Regions from separate parts of the Gossypium hirsutum genome. Here regions 1, 2 and 3 are each linked to region 4. Evidence: chromatin contacts called from public Hi-C data. All regions are on one chromosome and are shown on one strand. The core of a region is the stretch at or near the end of the contact, and the rest is flanking DNA. Distances in the headings are between cores, read along the strand shown.

Region 1 (5,329 bases), core at 1,223-3,722, 380 kb before region 4:
AAATCGAGTGTCAATTTCAAGATAAAACTTGTAATCATATTACGCATATAGACTCTAAAAATGAAAATAACATTTCATCTCGGGTATAAATAGTCTTGTTGATATGACTTCTTTTTATTTTTCTAAGTTATATAATAAAGTCAGTTCTGTAAAAGAAAAAATACATAATTTAGGAGATATTAAAAATTTAGACTTAAACAATGAGTCTAAAGAAATATTAATTAAAGGTAAGTAGGGAGGTCTGCTACCCTAGCACGTTTGTGTCTGCCGTCTCTGGCACGCTTTTAGGTTTTCTTGTTTTCTTTGATCTTCTTGTTTTGTCTTCTTTCCTTAATCCCTGCGCCTCTGTTTCTGGAAAAATATGGAGAATGATTTAGCCCAATTAACAATTAATGAAGAGGAGGATGATGTTATCCAAATCCAAGAAAATCCTGGAACGGAAAGAACAGAAGAGTTTCTTCAACTGGTGAGGTGTTTTCTTACAGCAAGTATCATTCATTTTCCTGCTATGAAAAGTACCATGGCGAATCTGTGGCATCCTATTCGTTGAGTTCGTATTCGAGATCTGGGGAAAAAAGGTTTTTGTTCTAATTTTTTCATTATATGGATCTTGAAAGGGTATTGAAAGGCTCCCCATGGACATTCAACAATCATCTATTAATTCTTTATAATTTAAAATGGGAGGATGATCCCATGAAGGTCCCTTTAGTATTAACCCCTTTTTGGGTTCAGATTCATGATGTTCCAATTGGTTTGTTTTCTGAAAATCTAGCAGCTAATCTGAGGAATTTTCTGGGAAATTACTTGGAATATGATAGGACTAATTTAGGGAAGGAAAACTGGAATTTTATGAGGATCAGGGTCCAAGTTGATATCAGACGTCCTTTGAAAAGAAAGAAGCTACTCGAATACAGGGGGAGAAAGTCATATGTCCGGTTTAAATATGAAATACTGACACTTTTTTGTTTCTTTTGTGGAAAATTGGGTCACAATGATTCTTTTTGTGAGGCAAAAATGTTGATGGGAGTAGAAATCGCAGATATGAGGTGGGATTTATCAATAAGAGCACAGTCCCGAAGAGCTCTGTCCATGAATAGTGTTTGGCTACGAAAAGAGGGGGAGGGGGCTGTAGATGGAATTCTGGAAGAAAATAGGGGTTGTGCAAGGGGACTACGGAGAATGGAACGCAGTAAGAGTTATGGGAAGGCAGTTGATCCAATTCTGGGTTTTAATGTGGAAGGTGACTCTTTGTGCGAAGAAGATAAGCAGGTTAACTCATTGATTGACTATGGCCAGTATGCGATGGAACATGATTTAGAGGATAAGGCTTTAGTGGGAGAAGAAGGTAAAAAAAAGAGCCAGAATGGAGAATGATGATTCACTACTGAACGAGGGGATTACCTCCCAGGTAAGAGGTAGGAGATCGAGGGATCTTATCCAATTGATATCGGCGACTGCCAAGTGGCAAGCTGACAGGGAATTATGAAAATCCTAAGTTGAAATGTCCGTGGATTGGGGAGTTCACGGACATTTAAAAGACTTCGGCACTCGCTGAAGACGTACGACCCCCAGATTGTCTTCTTTATGGAGACGAAAATTGGCAGAATTCAAATGGAGAAAGTTAGGCAAAGATGTGGTTTTGTGAATGGTATAGAGGTGGATCTAGAGGGAACTAAAGGAGGGCTTTGTTTGGCTTGGAGGTATGAGGTCAATATCACTCTATAAAGCTTCTCCAAAAGACATATTGATGTGATAGTGCATGATAATGAAAGGGAGGTTATGTGGCAATATACAGGATTTTATAGAACTCCGTGCATAGATAAAGAAGATTCATGGGCTATTTTGAAAAACCTTTATAATGGAGAGAATAATCCATGGTTAGTATGTAGAGATTTTAATGAAATCATGTATGGTTTTAAGGAGGTACACCCCGAGACGAGAGAATGATGGAACAGTTCTGGAAATCATTGAAATTATGTTAACTGAATGATGTTGGATATGTGGATAGATGGTTTACATGGGAACGAGGCAATCTACCAGAGACAAATATACGAGAACGCTTGGACAGAGGGGTAGCAAATAAGAAGTGGATTTCGTTGTTCTCTGATATAAAAGTTCAGCATTTGGTGCATTCTTTTTCTGATCATTGTCCTCTCCTTATTGATACAAAGAAGGAAATCAGACAGAGGAATGAAAAAAGTTTCAGAGTCGAAAACTGGTGGTTTTCGGAGGATTCATTTGTCGACACTGCTGAACATTTATGGAAGATGTCAACCGGTAACTTCCTACAGAAACTGGATTTCATAAAGATGGGGTTGGAAGATTGGGCAGGAAAAATTTTAAAGAACATAAAAGGGAAAAAGAATTATTTAACAGTAAAATCATCTGAATTGCTTGAAGCTGAAAGGGATGCTAGCAATATGGCAGAAATAATTGATACGAAGATCCAGCTTAACATGTAGATAGAGAAAGATGAAAGATATTGGGAGCAAAGGGCCAACTGAATTGGCTCAAATTAGGGATAAAAACACTGCCTTTCTCCATAGCCAAGCAACTCAGAGGCGAAAGAAAAACATGATCAAGAGTTTGCAGTCCGGACATGGTAGGGCCACGTAAAATCTACATGAAATGTAAGGAATTGCTATGTTACTTTCAGAATCTATTTTCCTCAGAGAATCAAGGAAGTTGTGATTACCTACTCTCGGGTATTAATCGTTGCATTAGTGACGAGGATAATAAAAGGCTCACCGCACATTATACAAGGGAGGAAATTCGTTAGGCTCTTTTTGAAATGGGACCTACTAAGGCGCCAGGTGAAGATGGACTCCCAGCCATCTTTTTTTTTTATAAGTGCTGGCATTTTATTGGCGAGGATACAATTTCATTTTGTCTTCTACTCTTAAACGGTGATATGGAGGTCAGTGTTATTAATTCAACTCATATTGTGCTCATTCCAAAAATTAATAATCCCACAAATATGTCAGTTTAGGCCTATCAGTTTATGCAATGTTGTTTACAAAGTTACTGCAAAAACTATAGCGAACAGATTTAGAGGGGTGATTGATAAATGCATTGATAAGGCTCAAAGCGCTTTTGTCCCAGGAAGATTAATCCCTGATAATGTTTTGCTTGCTTATGAGATACTGCATTCTTTAAAGCAAAGAAGAGTGGGGAAAAAGGGTTACATGGCAGTAAAACTAGATATGAGCAAGGCCTATGATAGGGTGGAATGGATTTTTATCAAAAAGTTAATGTCTCGAATGGGATTCGCTCAAAGTTGGATTGACAATATTATGAAATGTTTGACTACTGTCTCATATAAGGTTGTGATCAATGGCACCGTTGGAATGAAATTCTATCCAGAAAGAGGACTACGACAAGGGGACCCTTTCAGCCCATTTATTTTCCTTATATGTGGAGGACTTTCCAGTCTCATGAGAACAGCAGTAGAGGAAGGATTTTTAAAGGGTGTCAAAGTAAGTAGACGAGGTCCACAGATATCGCACTTATTATTTGCAGACGATTGTATCCTTTTTGGGGAGGCAACATGTAGAGGGGCTACTTCATTCAAGGCAATATTAAGTGAATATAGAAGGTGCTCGGGGCAATGTGTGAACTTTGAGAAATCAACCATCTTTTTCAGCAAAAATACTATTGAGGAGGAAAGAAGACGGATTGTTATTTTGCTTAGAGTCCGAAGCTCAAATGAGTCTGAACGTTACCTTGGTCTGCCAACCATGGTGGGACGACAGAAGAAAGTTTCCTTTCAAGTATTGAAGGACAAAATAAAACAGCGAACTGACAATTGGAGTACGAGATTTTTATCGCAGGGTGGAAAAGAAGTGTTTATCAAAGCTGCTTTGCAAGCTATTCCAACTTACTCAATGGCCTGTTTCTTACTTTCGAAATCCTTATGTGACGAAATGGAAGCAATCATTGAGAGATTTTGGTGGAAAAAAGGTCAGGGAAAAGGGGGAATTCATTGGAGCTCGTGGAAAAATTTATGTAGTTTAAAAGAGAATGGAGGTTTAGGCTTTCGTAATCTCAGTCAATTCAATATTGCATTGCTTGCTAAACAGGGGTGGCGTCTTTTCAATTATCCGAATTCGCTTTTAGCCAAGGTTCTTAAAGCAAAGTATTATCCAAATTCAAATTTTCTAAGTGCAGAGTTGGGGAATTTACCTTCCCTTACCTGGAAGAGTATCTGGGCTGCAAAGGGACTTCTCACTCAAGGCCTGTGTTGGAGAGTTGGGAAAGGAAACAACATTTCTATTTGGAATGATCGGTGGATCCCGGGGATCGAACCTAGTATATGGCAGTATAGTCATCAAAATGGAGAGCTGGAAAATGTATCAGATCTTATTGATGGAATACATAAGATGTGGAAAGTGGAGGTTGTTACTCATACCTTTCAACTGGACATTGCACAAAGAATATTACAGATCCCACTTGCAACTATAGATAGTGAAGATTTGCTCGTTTGGAAAGGTGAACCGTCTGGAGAATTCTCAGTAAGGAGTGCTTACAAACTATTACAAGATGCTAATCTGGATCCTAATAATTTAGTACAGACCGATTTCAAAGATTTCTACAGAAAATTATGGCAATTACAACTTCCATAAAAAATTCTACTCTTGATCTGGAGGATTTCCTGGAACTACATTCCTACACTAGTCAATCTACGTTGCAAACGTTTAACCACAAACGTGAGATGTTCTCGATGTGGTTCCGGGGAAGAAAACACTCTCCACGTATTTTTGCAGTGTCCTAAAAGCAATGAAGTTTGGCAAAACATTAGTATAACTTGGGTAACACAATACAGAGATCAGAATACTAGAACATGGCTTACTTGGGTCTTCGAAAAAGGAACCAATGAGTAGTGTAAGGTGTTTTGTTGCGCCTTATGGGTAATATGGAACTCACGAAATCAAATGGTGCATGAGAGGAAGATTGTATCAGGAAGGGACCTTGCTCACAGAATAAAGGTTTATTTAGCTGAGATTGAAACAGTGGGAATGGAAAAACGTACCTTGAAGACTGATGAAGTTCAGAGACATTGGGAAGCGAGAACACAGGACACGATTCACTTTGATGCAGCCTTTGATTCTAACAGGTATAGATCGGCGTCGGGAGTTATTGTTCGAGACTGGAGGGGAGAGTTAAAAGCCTTGAAAACAACCCTCCACTCCAATATTTCATCTCCGTTTCTCGCAGAAGCATATGTATGCCTACAAGTAGTAAAGTTAGGCTTAGCAATGGGTCTCCGATCAGTTACAATCAAGGGAGATTCGAAAACGGTCATAAAGAAATGTCAAGCAACAGGTATGGA
Region 2 (5,802 bases), core at 2,841-5,340, 410 kb after region 4:
CCCATCTCAGTTAAATCATGAAGAAGATGCTTGTTTACCACTACAAACTCCCCACTAGAGATAAGACAGAAAAAATGTTTTTAAGCAATTGACAATAAATAAATGAAAGGGATGATTAATAGGAAATCAGGACAAACCTCAAAACTCTACGACTATAAATATTGGAGGTATATGGCTCAAAGCATTCATTATTCCCAAGAATCTGACTAGTTGAAGCAGTTGGCATAGGTGCTAACAATAGTGAATTTCTCACTCCATTCTTGGCTATCATGTCCCTAAGAGCAGTCCAATCCCACCGACCTGAAGGAGTAACACCCCACATGTCAGGCTGAAGAATGCCCTGCAATTGAACACACAACTCAGCAGTGAGCAAAACAGACTTAAGCAATGAGCATCTAAGATATTGCAATTTGCAATCAAATTGTATAACCAAAATCCAAATTCTTTGAATGCACTTTAAAGAACCATCGACTGTCCATGTGTCCCATTATATAACCAAAATCCAAATTCATTATTTAATCACCAACCTTACTAACGGGACTGCCAGCATATGTCTCATAGGGGCCCTGTTTCTCTGCCAAACTAGAAGAAGCTTTCAGAGCATGATAGTATATGGTCTCAAAAATGTCCTTGTTCAGCTGTTGAGCCTAAAATCCAAAACCAGTAAAATATCAGATAAAATTAATTCAGGTTAAAAAACATACCAGATCAATCTATTTGTGACCAAATATACCTCGGGTGAATCAAAGGCCATGCCAAGTAAGATGAATGTGTCTGCAAGACCCTGCACTCCAATACCAATTGGCCTATGACGCAAATTTGATCTTTTGGCAGTTTCAACGGGGTAGTAATTAACATCAATAATTTTGTTAAGATTTCTGGTTACAATTTCAGTAACCTGACACATCACAAGAAAAAGAAATCTCAATCATGATAATATAAAAACCAAACAGCAATACTAATACACCCATTCCATCACAAAGACGTGCTAGATAGATTAGAATCCATCTAGTAACAGATGGATGAGTACAACTGCAAGGCAAAGAATCAAACCTCTGCCAGCTTATCAAAGTCAAAAAATCTATTCTGAGATCCTCTACTCCCAACGAGCTTAGATGGATGAGACTCCAATGGAACACCCTGAAGATCAAAAATGTAATAAGGCTAACTGTATAAATAAGCAGACCCAGGGGAACAACTGTGGGCAACATTAGCACTATGTATCACTTACCTTTTCCCTCACATATCTAGGTAGTGCAATAGACGCCAGATTGCACACAGCTGTTTCCATTGGACTTGTGTACTCAATTATCTCAGTACACAAATTTGAAGATTTAATGGTGCCAAGATTTTGCTGGTTACTTTTTCTATTGCAGGTATCCTGAAATAAAGTGAGGGGAAACAAAGGGTTGAGATCATGATACTCATCTTAGAACATAAATGCACAACAAAAACATAAGGCTTGTTTGGACAAATCACCTTAAATAGCATGTAAGGGGTCCCAGTTTCAATCTGTGATTTCAGGATCTCAAACCACAGGTTCTGTGCTTGGACAACCTTCTTTGCCTTGCCCTAGATATTAACAAAAGAACTTTTGGTACCTAATTTTGGTTGGAAAAATAATAACAATAGGTAGAACAGTATTAACCTCTTTTTCATAATGAATATACAGCTTTTCAAATTCTTCACCCCAACAATCTGCCAGGCCTGGAGCCTCATTAGGACAGAACAATGACCATTGGCCATTACTTTGAACCCTTTGCATAAAAAGATCAGGCACCCAAAGAGCATAGAATAGATCACGAGCCCGGTGCTCTTCCTACAGAAACAAAGGCATTGTTGGATGCAATTTATTACTATACATCATTACAACCAAGTAACATAATGATATTTAGAACTTAAAAACAAATCATTATAGCCCCTGCAAATAAATTCAAGCTATATAAAAATACCTTTCCATGGTTCTTCCTCAGATCCAAAAACTCAAAAATGTCAGCATGCCATGGCTCCAAATACACAGCAAAAGCACCTAAACAAGTCCACATCATTTTTTAGTAAAAGAAAAAACCAAACATTGTCATAACATCATACAGAATTGACCATACCTTTTCTTTTCCCTCCTCCTTGATCAACATATCGAGCAGTATCATTGAACACCCGCAGCATTGGGACAATTCCATTAGATGTACCATTTGTTCCACGAATATAACTACCTGTGGCTCGAATATTGTGAACAGAAACACCAATTCCTCCAGCTGATTTGCTGATAACAGCACACTCCTTCAAAGTTTCATAAATTCCTTCAATACTATCATCTTTCATGCACACCAAGAAGCAACTGCTCAACTGACAGAACATAATCCAAAAATTACGCATGTAAGCAAAATAGTTAGTAAACAATGGCATTTAAGTATAGGAACTTAATGTCTTGTTTGTATGCAATACATACTTGAGGCCTTGGAGTCCCAGCATTGAAAAGAGTGGGAGAAGCATGAGTGAACCATCTTTGAGACATCATGTGATAAGTTTTTATAGCAGAATCAATGTCATCCTTATGAATTCCAACAGCAACCCTCATTAACATGTGCTGAGGCCTTTCTATAACCTTCCCTTGAACTTTCAAGAGATAAGACCTCTCCAGGGTTTTGAAGCCAAAGTAATCGTAGTCAAAGTCACGATCATATATGATCTCACTATCCAACCGAGCAGCATTCTGAAACCAAAACAATTATACAGAATTCATTAATACGTATAAAACCCATTACAAAAATTTGCAAATTAAAGCAAGAAAAAGAAAATCAAAGAACAAACCAAACAACCAAAAAGAAATTCAAACACACTGTCTTTCACAAATATGTTGCTACCTTCTATAAGCACGACACAATTTTGACGTTAATTAAAAATTGGAAACTAAACCATAGGTCAGCTCTAATGATTACATGTTTTAAAATAAAATAATTCAACATGATCAACAACAACCACCAAAATTTGAGCGTATAAAAGAATAAAATTAAAAGATTATCAGAATACCTCCATGATGATCTCATAAACATCATCAGCAATCAAAGGAGCCTTCAGTCCAGATCTCTCATTGAAATGATTGTACATGATCTTGATCCTACATTTACAAACCACGCATTCTCAAAACATCAATTGCATCCTTCCCAACAAGAAAAAAAAAGCACTAACAACTTTAGGTTGAAAGCACTTACGTCTCGGAGAATGACTTCTTAGTATTTTTATGCAAATTCGAAACAACAATCCTGGCTGCCAACTGCAATCATACGTTTTAATCAGCAAAAACTACCCATGTTTTGAAAATTAAATTAAAAAAGAAATAGAACCCTTACGGAAGCATAATCGGGGTGGTTAGCGGTCATAGCAGCGGCAGTTTCAGCAGCCAATTCATCAAGCTGGCTAGTAGTAACCCCTTTGTAAACACCAGCGCAAACCTTCTGAGCGACGAGCACCGGATCGCAGTGGTCAATGCTAAGACCATAGCTGAGCTTCTTCAACCTCGCGGTAATCTTGTCAAAATGGACCGCCTCTTGCCTCCCGTCTCTCTTAACCACATACATATTTTCTTGAAATTTGGTTTTGTTTTGTACTTGATGGGCACTCACTCTTAAGGAATTTCGTCGAACAGGTTTCCGGCTTGAACGCAAAGTATAAGCCCGAAGAAGAACATATATAATGAGAGAAACCTACTAAGGTTTTTAAAATTAGGGATTCACTTTCCCTCGTAATGAGAAAATTTTTGAAAGTTTCCCGCCAAAATTGGATTAGGATTGGAGCGTCGAATTGCCCTTTTTTTTTGTTCTTTATTTTCCTTTTTTCTTTCGTTCTCTCCTTAATTTTTCCTTGAGAGTGCGAGTGTGTGTTGTTGTTGTCGCGGGGGTGGCGGGTAAATGCGAAGGGGTAAGGGAGAAATAGCTGGCGAGTGGGGTCCACGTTTTAATTGTTTTTCAAATTTTTAAATCTTAGAGTGCGAAGGAAGATTGAAAGGGAAAGGGATTGGTGGTTCGTTGGTTTGATTAGGCAGGCTGCTTTCTTTATGGAGAGAGAGTAATGACAAATAATAATTTGGTTTCATGGACTTTGGATTAGCGAGGGGCGCGCTTTTTTATATTGGGCGGGTTTTTTACCCGATTTTTTCAAAGGTTTTTGACCCGATTTGAGTTTACAGTAGAGGTGTCCATGGGCCGGTGACCCGGCCCGGCCTGATGGCCCGCTCTAAATATGGGTTTGAGCAAAAAAACGAGGCCCGTTTAAAAAATGGACCGGGCCTTAGACACCACTTTTTTCACCCGAGCCCGATCCGGCCCGGCCTGAATTTAATAAAAATATATTTTTTTATTTTTATTTTTTAATTTAAAATATTTTTAAAATACTTTTTTTTTATTTTTTTATTTTTTTATTTTTAAAATTATTTTTTGGTGTTTATTAAAAAATGGGTGGGCTGGGCCGGGCTCGGGCTTAGGATTTTATTCCCGAGATGGGCCTAGACAAAATTCTAGGCCCATATTTCGAGCCGGGCTGAGCCCGGGCTTAGGAGGCGGGCCAAAATTTTTTCTGGGCCCGGCCCGAACCTGGCCCGACCCATGGACACCTCTAGTTTACACTTTACACCACATCATTTTCATTTGGTTTGTGATTTGATTTTAATTCGGTTTCATTTATATTCGCCCTTCTTCAAATTTTTAGATTTTATATATAAATTATCATGTACATAGTATAGTCTTCGCCCCTTTGGTTAATTTGTATTCATACTTTATATTAATAAAATATTTTTTTAATTTTTAATTATATAATTTTAATAATAAAAATTAAATAGTAATGTATGATGGCCCTTAAAATACTAAACTTAGAGGTCTAATATCGACTTTAAAGCCAAATTTCAAAATTAATTTATTTGACCCATACCCATATATATTAGGTTGGTGACTTTCTTGTTTTTTGATTTGTATATCTTGTTAATGAATTATCTTCCTCTGATAAGGTGTCAACACTGATAAGAGAAAAAGACAGGAGTTTGATACCGAGACTGAGAGTATAGAGTAAAAAAATACAATTTATCTTCTTCTTGACTCCTTATGTAAAAGACCTCTCAATAAATATTTTTGCATGAATTATATTCTTTATTTATTTTACTTAATTTTTTTCTTTTTTCCTAACATGTTATTGTTTAATATTATATTACAGTCTTGAAGTTTTTCGATTAAATTACGGTCAACAAAAAGATCAAATCCTTTCTCAAGAAAAGGGTATCAAAAAGTAATCATGATCAACCAGTTCCTTGACCTTTTGTTATTAGTGGAAAAAAAATCAAATATCGAATCTTCTCAAGCTCTTGAATGAGATATCAAATATTTTTTAATTTAATTTTTAGAATTATAAATATTTATGAATTTTTTAGTATAGTATTAGTTTTTTTTTTTTGCATATCGGAAAGAAATATTTAATTTTATATAGTGTGCTTTTTTCTTTTAATTTTTTCAGTTACATCATTCATGCTTTAAAAAAATAAATTGATTTTTTTGATAAGGAGAAAAAAAGTATCCGAGAAGAAGTGACATTTTTTTACGTTAAAAAAAAGTTGTTCGGCTTTAGAAATTTCGTCTCCCTTGAAGTAAAATCCTGGATCTGTCCCTAATTAGGCATAATGATTTATTACAACCTCCAACTTTATAAAAAAATCATTTTAGTCTCATTTAAATTTTCACCTTTTTTTAATTCTTAAACTTGCATTATTTGTTTAATCACCCCAAAATGAATGAAAAAGTTAACATACATTGACTTTAC
Region 3 (5,540 bases), core at 1,670-4,169, 330 kb after region 4:
ATATTTTATACCTGTGTCTAAAATATTCAACATAAGTATCAAATAAGAATATAATAAGAAAAATAAAGAGTTGATATAACATAGATGTGAGCTACTTACTATACATCTCTTTCTGTTATCAAGAGTTTCTTATACTGTATTTATTTCTTTAGACCACATATGAGACATTTCGTTACCGAGGAGTAGAAAGGCCTCAAGTATATGACCGTGGCTGCTTGAACAACTTTCGAGAAGTATTCTGCTCCAAGATAAAGCCTTCAAGAAACAATTTTCACGCTTATGTACAAGAAAATGAAAGAGGGTTTACCCGGGGCATGAATTCAGAAGGTTACATAGGTAATTTAGATGGAAACCGAAGAGAAAAAGTAGAAGACGACCGAGAAATCGGTGGCGACCTTCTCAAGATATCCCAACGCCGTGAAGCTGAAGATGCTTAAGAGCAACCTCAACAAGCAGCAGCAGGCCTTTACCAAATCTCTTCTAAGGCTAGCTGAGTTCCTTTGGGATGAAAAATACCTTAAATGGGTAACTTTATCTTTGCCTAGAAATCTTGAGGGCATGGATAGCTAAAGAATTTTGAAAGAAAGAAAGAAAGAAAGAAACAGCAGCATAGACTAGCACTGATTGTTTTATCAGAGTCCATATTTGTTTATAGACAGTGCAAATCCAATTTAGTTTTATAAATATCCATCACTGAGTTATTCAATTCTCCCTTCTCAACATTGCATTATTATTATTTTTCCTATATTATGGTAGCATAATTTCCATCATAGATACATTTGTGAAGAGATTTTTGATTCGTTTAAGAGAAAGTTGTATAATGCTCACTCAGAACTCTGTAAAGAAAAAAAATAATTTTGAGCAAACTGAGTATGTGGATTGACAACTAGATATTCTAATTCTCATAAAATGATCTATTTTGATCAACCATCAATATTATCTCTTCAATCAATATAAGATATTTAGAGAGAGCTAATTAGAAGTCTAATTATTTAGAATTGTCAATAAATAAAGAGTCTTCAAGGCATAATAAATCTTATGGACGGCAAATCAAGCCCAATAAGTACTCTTAATGCCACCTCCTTGCTTGCTTGGGTGGCAAGGTTTCTCCATACATGTGTTTGTCACCTTTTAATATTAAGGCTTACATATATTTTGGATTGTTAATTAATTTCAAGTAAAAAATTAAAATTAATTATCTAATTAAATATAGTACGCAAACCCTATTTTAATCTCGTTGAACTCACCACGTTTTTATTGTATTAAAATGCATACACAATTTTATTTACTTAATTTTATTTCAAGCAATTAAATATTATAATCACTTAATTTAAATCCACTTCGAATCCATCATTTGATCTAATTAAATAAATATCCAAAGTAACTAAATTAATCCCAGATCAATCTAATCGTTAAACAAAAAAAAAACTTATTATTTCAATGAGTAAATCTAGTGAACTAATTCTACTTGTTCAATGTGTACGGTCCCATGCAAGTGTTCATATTAAACTTAATCTGTCAAAAAGTTGTGTTGAGTTAATAGATGAACCGATTGGACATATATAATTATGACTTAAATAAATTGTAATTAAGTTTTGGCTCTTTGTCTATTAATTATAAAGTTATTTTGTCACATAGTCATTCCACTAAAGTATTATAATTGATCTCCCTATTATATACTATTACTGTAACGCCCCCAAATTTTCTATACAACATCTGGTATTGTTCTGAGATCATGTTTAGTGAACTTTGAGAAAATATAAAAATGAGTTAGAAAAAGAGATCATAAGGAATTAATTTGATATTGGTGATGGAAATCAATGAAGAGTTGTGAATGTGAAAATGTGATAAAATGATCAATCATAAATTTTAAAAAGTATGAACACTAAAATATAATTTTACTAATTTGAGAAAATGTTAGTTAATAATGATTATTTGGAATAAAAATGACATGAAATGTATATTGGTAGGATGAAGATCACATTTAGTCTAAATTGGATAAGATTAAAAAGCATAGGGATTAATTTATGAATTTTCACTTTCACCATAAAAAGATAATTTATGACATAAGTAAACTAATATTGGAGTATAATTGTGAACTATACTATTTAGATATGTTAATGTGTCATCTTTATGAGAAGGGAAAATTGACTTGAGATGGCTAGTAACAAGTTACAAGCACAAAGAAAACTAGGGGAGAATCGAAGCTTATGTTCTTAAATGCTATCTGATGTTTAAATCAGCAGGTATTTAAAAGAGATAAAGGGTTTGAAATATATTAGAGAATAATGATAGTGAAAGATATTCCTTAATAATTGCTAGATCTTCCTTTTTTATCAAAACTTGCGGCCATTCCTTTTGTTACTCATGAGTTGCTTTCTTGCATAAGAGTGTGTGGTCGTATTGATTGGTTGAGATATTCGTAGTCGTTAATATCATGTTCTAAAACCATGTGCTTACTCGTTAGGGTATCCTTATTTGGCAAGATTGTGACCATGAACTTTGTGGTGTTACCCTATTCTTTTATTTAGGTGTTTATTGGATAGTAATGTTTATCTTAAAGCGCCAAGTGTAACATTGAAGTTGTAATTGAGTTAATATCGATTATGTTCGCTCTAATACATATTTTTTGGATTGGGGTAACAACTTTATATTAAATTTTCTAGAGTTGAATTATTTGTTTAATTTAAATTTCTCAATTATTACAAGTATTTTAAATTTAGATTAATTTGATTAGATATGAATAACTATTTAATCAAAAAAAATGTTTACATTAATTATAAAAAATAGCCTTCTAAAATGTTTTAATATATTTTAAATAATAAAAACAGCTTTTGACTTCTAACAATTGAGTTAAGCCTTCGCTTCTGAACAAATTTATTTAAATTAGGTTTTTCTTAGTTATAAGATATTTAGGCAAAAGAAATATCATTGTGCAGAAAATCTAACTTCTTCAACCCACGTAACTTTTCCCCTGTTTCTTATGCATTTCTCTCTGTCTCTTCTTTAAGCTTGAGCTGCGAGATATTTTTTTTGGGTACTTTGGTCACGGAAACAAAATTACAGAAATCTTACAAAAGTACGAACAAATCAACCGGGTGGCCCAATTAAATAGCCCGTTAACAGCCCAATTAGTAATCAAAGAATGGGGGGAAATTCAATCGAGGCATTAGGGTTTAGGGTTTCTTCTTCTCCTTCTTCTCTCCACTTTTTTTGTTTTGCAGGAAGAGTTTGAGTACCCCGAAATCAAGCTTATGCCGAGTAGCCGATAACAAAGATAAAATGAGAGGATTGAAGTTACCGTTGAGCCAAACCCAAAGGGTAAGACTTCAAAGGGCATTCGAAAAGCTTCAGTCTCTATCTGCTATGGCCAATTCCGACGCTTCCGTTACCGTCGCCGATACTATTCCTGTCAACTACGAAGACGCTTTTCTCAAGTGCTCCCCAAAAACTACAATTAAATTAATTATATAGCATGGCTAAACACTTGTTTTATGTTCTTCACTTTTTTTTTTCTGAAGGGGACATGGAACAACGGACCTCAACGGCGAATTGGTGGCAACTGTGTGCGGCGTTGTGGAGCGCGTCAACAAACTGGTCTACGTACGCTCCTTACGCGCTAGGTATTCTCAAACAAAAATCTCTCTTCAATCCTATTACTCTTCTTTTGTTGTTTTGGAATTTAATTATTTTCGAATTATTAAATCTTTTAGGTACAAGCCAGAGGTTGGGGATGTCGTAGTGGGACGTGTAGTCGAGGTAAGGCCTAAAGTGGCTGAATAACACTTACCTTCAAATGTGGCATTGACCCAGTATTTCCCTTTGTACCAAAAATAATTATTCTTCTTTTCTGGAACACATAAGGGACTTTGCATTTTCATTTATTCATATTCAGGTTGCTCAAAAGCGGTGGAGATTAGAAATTAATTTTAGCCAAGATGCGGTTTTAATGCTTTCTTCAATGAACATGCCTGATGGTATTCAGGTAACTTGTATATTCCTTGCAGAAATTATGTAGAATTTATAATGAAATTCGATTGAGGTTGGATGCTTGATGTGAGAGTGCAGTTCTCCTTGTATATTGTTAGACTAGCAAAGTCTTTTTAGTTGAACTTCCACCATTGGTCTGATACTGCATAGTATCCCTTGAAGCTATCCATTGAATTTTATATGAGCAACATTTATAAGTTCCTCATTCCTTGTTTGTCTTGCTTCAAAACTGCCTCATATTTATGCTAGCTGCGTTTTGATGCCATATGGGGAAAATATTTATGTTTTTTCCCTATGTTATACTGACTCATTTTTCTTGAAGAACCTGTTTTTGACATATATTTGGTCATTGATATGTGGATATGATCCTCCTAATAGATGGAAAATTTAGAAAATTGAATATACCCATGTTGGACATTTAAGTCCGATACTCATCCCTAAGTAACATACAACTTTGCTTTTGCTCCCTTATAAATTTTCCTAATTTAAATTTCACTTTGTATTATTAGCGACGGCGAACTGCTTTGGATGAACTCAACATGCGAAGTATATTTGAAGAGAATGATATTGTCTGTGTAAGTCCAGTGACGCACTTGTTTGTGTTCTCTTTTGTAGTATTTTTATATGAACATGAACATGCTATATGACAAATAGAAGAAAACGATGAACACTTGTGTTGGAAATGACATTCTTTTTTCTTCAGGCTGAGGTTCGTAATTTCCAGCATGATGGCAGCTTACAACTCCAAGCAAGAAGCCGAAAGTATGGAAAGGTATCTATCTCGAAAGAATTTGTATATCCCTTCTGATTTGGCATAGTTTGTCGATCTTAATAATGCTATTGCTGATTGAATCGACATGTACACAGCTTGAGAAAGGCCAGTTGCTCATAATTGATCCTTACCTGGTGAAGAAAAGCAAACAGCATTTCCATCACCTTGAACAGTTTGGAATTGGCTTGATACTTGGACGTAACGGATATATATGGATTGGCGAACATGTTGAAGCTAGAGACAGTATGGTAATCGATCAAGCTAAAAGTACTGAACAATCTACAGTTGTTGAAGGAATAAACCAAGCTTATACCCCGCTAGAGATGAGGCAAAACATATGCAGAATTGGAAATGCTATCCGAGTATTGACGAGTTTAGGTTTCAATGTAGATTTAAATTTGATCATGGAGACAGTTGAGTTGAGTAGCTCACTTAAGATTGACATACATGACATGCTTGGTTCCGAGTTTCATGTTCTGGTTGCAGAAATGGAGGCTGAACGAAGAATTTTGACTACAAAGCGGAAAAGATGATCCGACATTCATCTATAAATCGTTTGTGAGTTCTCTTCCAAGAAAAGATTGCTAATTTGTTGCAATGGAATGGAGAATGTTGTACCTTAATGCAAAATTCTTCCTGTTAAGAAATCATTATTATTTTTAATAGAATGTTATTGGGTTTTCATATGCTTTATTTATTAAGCATAATTCTCTAATAAGATTGAGTTTTGAACTTTACTAAAAATAAAAGTAAATCGTTGATGTTTTATTGCACGAAA
Region 4 (5,573 bases), core at 1,843-4,342:
CAGGATGCTCGAAACCACAAGGACTGTAGAACAGAACTAAAAGCTGAAACGAAAATTTGACAAGTTCATAAGTCCAGATATTTATTTTACTTTCTGTCAAATAAACGTTGGCATGTGCAAAATACAAAGATCTAAAGAAAGCAACCGCAATATATTACAAAAGTCAGCAAATATGTGTGAATATTTAACAAAGAGTAAATGCCATTCTAGATTCCATTACGAAAGGGGGAGTATATAAAAATTTGCAAGCTAAAGACGAGAACAAGCAAACTAGCAGATTTTTGTCAGCAAGGCACGCAGTAAAAACTTGAGGGTGAGAATTAACAAACCTGGTCCTAGACTGTGTGACAAAAAGTGATCCCCTAAGTGAGTCTATTAAGATTTCCATGTCTTCCCAGAAGGATCCCTGTTTAAAAACCTCATGCTTTAAAATGTTCGTGTTTGTTTGGTTTAGCTTTTCATAGGATTGATCACTTGATACCTCAGAGTCTTTGCTACTTCTCCAAAACTTACACCGGCTGGCAATCCAGTTAAATAAACCTGCCCTCTTCCCGGAGGGATTTTCACTTGCTTCATCAGTTGCTTTAGTGTCAAAAGTCGAGTCATTACTTGATGAAGAAATGGTTAATGAATATGGAACTACATGTGACTTCTCCTCACATTCTACCTTCATTCCTTCCCTATCAGAGCTGACGTCAATGAATTTTTTCAGAGGATTGTTATTTTGTTTCTCAGTGATATCTGCAGAATCACCAGGCTTTCCTGGAAGGTGATAATCTTTTCCCGCAAGATTGTCATGATCTTTTCCTGCACGTGTGTAATCACTACCACCAAACCATCTTTGCCAAACCTTCCTTATGAAGCTACCTTTAGATGCAGAATCTTGTTCCAGTACATGATTATGAAGACTCTCAGGTACCTGATCATTAGATGCTTCAGTAGTCTTCTGATCAACTGGAAGGGGCTGTTGGACTTCCTCCTGTGGCTTCTCTGCATTTACTTTAACAAGATTACCATTTGCTGAAGGGGTTTGTTGTATCTTTCCAGGAGCAACTCCCGAATTAACCTCAGGGAAATGATGCAACCTGGACTTTTCATTTAAACCACTATCTACTCTCCTGCCATCACCACTCGACCTAGAAGAAACAGTGAGCTCATCTCCAGTTCTACAGACAGGTCTGGTGGATAAACAAGGACTAGTCTTAGATGGTTCACCAGCTTTCGGGAAAATTCCATGTATAAGATAATTACCATCACGTTCCGACTGAAGCCTCAAAATGTGTGGCATGGACGAAAGAAAGCAGGAGAACTTTTTATACCCATAGAAATTTTTATCAAGGCTAACATTACTTTTCTTCAGCTCAGAACGAAGGTCCATTATAGAAATTCCATTTGGGTATGAGTTCAAAATCTGTCGTATATGCTTTATGACTGCCTTTGGAACTGTTCGAGGCACAGAATCTGAACAACTCTCAGAAAATTCTTCAGTTTGTGTACATGCTGGTTGTTCAACTAAAAATGGATCATCGAGAGGCCCCTTGCAATGGCCATACCAAGAACCATAAGGACCATCAGGAGGATGGTTATAGTGCTTTCCAGTCAGGTTCTCTCCTTTGAGCAGTGCATTCCAATTCCACATGATACTGGCAGCACCGCAAAGAACACTAGGAGCTGAATCTGATGTAGCAAGCAGAATATTGTAGTTGCTCATCCGTAATCTATGCAATATGCTGGCAAAGTCCCTGTCACCAGAGATTAAAAAAAGATGGGCTGGAGGAGGATTTTGAGAAACCCAATACAAAAGATCAACCAGAAGTGATCTATCAGCACTGTTTTTTCCACCTGCATTGATGGAGAGTTTGCATGGTAAAATAACATGAAGAGAATACAAATTAGGAAAGAAAGGAAAAAAAACCGGTAAGACCTGAAATGCATGTTCTCTCACAAAAATCATTTGTGCAATGATGACACTTCATAACAGTGTTCCACCCTACCTCTTCCCAGCTAGGTCTTTCAGTAGAAAAAGAAAAGTGTCTTTCAAAGGTAAACCATGATTTAAAAATGTAGACAGATGTAGCACACTTGAGATGCTAGGATTCTAGAATCGTGCAAGGCGTTCTTTTTGCTGATCAGGAAGAGGGGTTATTAGATTAAAGAAAGTAAGTGGTAAAAATTTGTGTCTCTACTCCACATAAGCAAAACCCTTCAGCAGTCATAGTCTGTTCAGGAATCAACAGACATCCCTAAATTCTCTGCTCACCGCCGGCACTAAAAGATAGCAACACCTTCCCTGCCGGCACCATGCTCTAACAATAAAAATTATATTTAAACAGTTGCTAAATTCATTTTATTTTCTCCTTTTTTAATCAAATATATTTTGATTAACTAAAGTTTCCAGAAACCACTAAATTACTCCAGGGGAAGCCCAATATAGCACTAAAATCTTGGGTGCAAACAATCAATAAATTCTAAATAATAATAATAATAAAACAAAGAAAACCCCACTTGCCAACTAAAGAAACAAAATGGCATACCCTGGGGAACGTGAGCAAGATTAACCCCGGTAGAAGAAAGCGCCTCCTGGTTTGTTCTAGAGAGTTGCAAAATATCTCCAAAAGCAGTTATCTGAACAGGACCCTTAATTCCATTGGCCCTGACAGCGGAAGTGATCATATGAGCAATCTTATACACATTGAAACCTACGGGAGGATTGCAGTTCTCAAAATCCCACCAAACCGAAACCTTTACGTGCCGTGAAACCTCCTCATGGCGCCACGACGAAGAATAGGAATGTAAAGGCTGGTTATGGGAAGTGGAGAAATGAGAAATGAAGATTGAGAATGAATATAGAGATGGAGAAGGAGCCGAAGGTGAAAAGGAAAGGAGGGTTCTAAGATGGACGTGTTTAAGTTTCATAGTTGATAAAATGGGGGGTTTTTGCGATTCCAAAGATATTGAGATGGTGGAGATCGGTGAGGATTGAGGAGAGACAAGCTACGGTTTTAAGTGGAGATCGGGGGCATAGCGAAAACCCAATGCCTCAGCGAGCTTTGAATAAACACTACAAGCCCAAACAAACCCACATATTGCACAGAATCATTTCTATTTTTCAGAAACCGACATTGTGTTATGAGACATACTAAAATAATTACTAAAATTATGTGATATGAAAAATTGTACAAAAATTATTAATTTTTTTAAATTGGTTGCAAAAATAAAAAATATTAACTTGAAAAAAACAAAAAATTAAAATTTGTAAAATAAAAAAATTATATATTTTAAGTAATTTAATTAAAGTTAAATTAAGTTAGAAAAATATTAGATATAGATAAGTGTATAATAATACTTTGTTATCTTTAAAATTTAATGCCATGTCACTATTTTATTAATGCCTACAAATAATACTTTTTAAGATGATTCTAATATAATTTATTCCCATAAAAATATTTGTTTATATTATCGGTTCAAATCTAGTTGGCACTAATCACTTCAAAAGACATTGCCTTGGGTATCTGCCCTGTAGTTCGTTAGAGAAATTTATAGATATTAACCTTGAATCTAGTAATATCACTTACGAATCACAAAAAATAGATAAATAACTTGGAGAATTGTAAGCATTAGTTTTAATCAAGAAAATTACTACTACGAGATAGTAAAGATGATCATAATGTATCTATCCCCTCCACATTGTGGAACACCCCGATTTTATTGATTTTGTGAGAACTCTTCAACCCCAGTTCCATATGATAAGTTTCAACACCATTCCAGAAGATTGTGTCGCTATGTACTTAAAAGAGAAGAAAAACCTTACCAATTTTATCAACGAAATTCCAAGAAGGGTCAGCCTTACATTAGATGTGTGGATTTCAAATCAAATTGTGGGCTATGTTTCCCTAACAGGACTATTTGTTAATACTGAATGGGATTTGCGTCGCTGCTATCTTAATGTAGTTAGTATACCTTTTCGTTTTTGGGTGTTATTTTCTATTTGGTTGTTAGAAAAATGAATGGGAAAGGTCGAGTTTGATTTAGTGCCAGTTGATGGTTTTTTTTTTTTGAAAGAAAAGTTTAAAAACTTTGGTTTTGTTTTCAAGAAAATGAGGAAATTTCATTGAAATTTTGGCGGCATTGGAGTTATAGTACGTGATCATGAAGGTTTGCTCCATTAATTAATGTCCTGGTCCTGAATATAGCTGAAGCTCTGGCAGCACCCAAGACTCTGGAATTTGCTTATCATATGGGGTTTCAATCTGCTATTTTGGAAGAAGGTTCCAAGCAAATACTATTGATTGGTCATACACGGGTAGCTGGATTATGACGCGGCAAATGAAGCTTAAATCAAGAAACTACATGGGTAGATTTGTATAATTCAAAGCTATATAATAATATTGGGAAAGAAACATACCAAGACCCAAAAAACAAAAAAAAAAGCAAGATAAAGGAGAGTATTACTAAATCAGAATGTAATTACTTTTTTTGGAGTTTTAGCCACAAAATAATGGACCATTGTCAATTGTTGGGCCGAACAAATTTTTTGACAATTTGACTATGATTATGATAATCAGAATAAAATAGAACAGATTCAATTATACCTCTTAGCTATTATTCTCCGAGACCACTTACTTGGTTGGAGCAATGTAACCTCCTAAGGCTTAGGATAGAGCATGGCATAATGATTTGTACGCCTCTACACACATCTTAAATTTCTCTTCAGCCATCTCCTCCATAAATGTATAGATGTTACGTCACTACAAAAAAATAACAAGAAACCATGACGGGATCCGCTTCACTACAGAAACACAACAAATTTGATAAACCAGAAATTAAAATCCATCAAAATTTCGTTTGAAATTAGATGAGCAGCCAAAAACAAAATTTTTGCAAATTCTAACTAACCTGTGAAGGACCTTGATGCTTATCAGGATGCCACTTCAAAGCTGATAAGCGAAAGCTGAATGGCAATTTTAATGAACTTTAGAATACATGCGTATAAAAAGAATTGGAGCAAGGGAAAACTCAAATATGTAATGTCCAATCTTCAAGATGACAGGCCTCTCAAATATTAAGTTGAGTACTTACGCATTCTTAACGTCTTCAATCTTTATGGGGCCTGCTCTGAGGCAAACCAAGGATTTCTCTATCAGAACATGATCCTACATCATACGACTTCTCCTCCTCAGACTCAGACTCAGAGTCACTAGTATTTTCCCACTCCTTCGTTCTTTGATTTGTCCAGCCTGATTTTCCTCTCCACTCAAATCCAGATTCTGGATTCTTGAAAGACTTATCTCCACCAGAAGACCAAGTATACCATTTGTTCCCAAATTTAGCTTGAAAGATTCTCTCAGGATGATCAAAGTCGTCAGAGAAACTCTCTCTTTTAAACTTTCCTGCACCATGTAACAAAAAGGACAATGAGCGTCAAATATGAGAGCTAGTTCTGCTAAAAATAGTGCATAAAGGAGGCTTCTTTTTTTCTTTTTAGTTGTGTTTCAATAAACAATAAGAGGAAATGAATGAAAAAAGAAAGAGAAAGCTCACGTTTAACTTTTTTGCAGTTAGATTTCCCAGCC

The links. Hi-C and Micro-C count contacts between places; a contact is called where the count stands out from the background.
Region 1: a contact with region 4 is called in a Hi-C map of leaf, with 1.9 times the contacts expected there. The contact joins the promoter of LOC107910809 here to the promoter of LOC107911485 in region 4. A contact is called at or near these places in 6 of 34 Hi-C or Micro-C datasets (hypocotyl and leaf).
Region 2: a contact with region 4 is called in a Hi-C map of leaf, with 1.7 times the contacts expected there. The contact joins the promoter of LOC107922452 here to the promoter of LOC107911485 in region 4. A contact is called at or near these places in 3 of 34 Hi-C or Micro-C datasets (callus and leaf).
Region 3: a Hi-C map of leaf shows a contact between it and region 4, with 2.7 times the contacts expected there. The contact joins the promoter of LOC107921000 here to the promoter of LOC107911485 in region 4. A contact is called at or near these places in 16 of 34 Hi-C or Micro-C datasets (anther, callus, hypocotyl and 3 more).

Annotation. Positions count from the first base shown.
Region 1 is chrD11:39,213,548-39,218,876 of Gossypium_hirsutum_v2.1, forward strand. It overlaps LOC107910809, which reads left to right and starts at 2,473. Exons shown (of 2, transcript XM_016838745.1): 1 at 2,473-2,602; 2 at 3,040-4,622. The coding sequence starts at 2,473. The coding sequence ends at 4,622.
Region 2 is chrD11:39,998,951-40,004,752 of Gossypium_hirsutum_v2.1, forward strand. It overlaps LOC107922452 (ribonucleoside-diphosphate reductase large subunit), which reads right to left and starts at 4,091. Exons shown (of 17, transcript XM_016852499.2): 1 at 3,351-4,091; 2 at 3,213-3,274; 3 at 3,031-3,118; 4 at 2,450-2,713; 5 at 2,106-2,346; 6 at 1,953-2,029; 7 at 1,649-1,819; 8 at 1,480-1,572; 9 at 1,232-1,381; 10 at 1,054-1,140; 11 at 734-898; 12 at 528-647; 13 at 138-340; 14 at 1-54. The coding sequence starts at 3,578.
Region 3 is chrD11:39,920,334-39,925,873 of Gossypium_hirsutum_v2.1, forward strand. It overlaps LOC107921000 (exosome complex component RRP4 homolog), which reads left to right and starts at 2,920. Exons shown (of 7, transcript XM_016850845.2): 1 at 2,920-3,437; 2 at 3,522-3,623; 3 at 3,714-3,759; 4 at 3,896-3,985; 5 at 4,500-4,565; 6 at 4,694-4,762; 7 at 4,858-5,444. The coding sequence starts at 3,283. The coding sequence ends at 5,295. LOC107921326 (protein S-acyltransferase 8) reads left to right here. Exons shown (of 5, transcript XM_041104516.1): 5 at 153-706. The coding sequence ends at 437.
Region 4 is chrD11:39,590,046-39,595,618 of Gossypium_hirsutum_v2.1, forward strand. LOC107911485 reads right to left here and starts at 3,093. Exons shown (of 3, transcript XM_041104506.1): 1 at 2,535-3,093; 2 at 330-1,842. The coding sequence starts at 2,916. It also overlaps the pseudogene LOC107911484.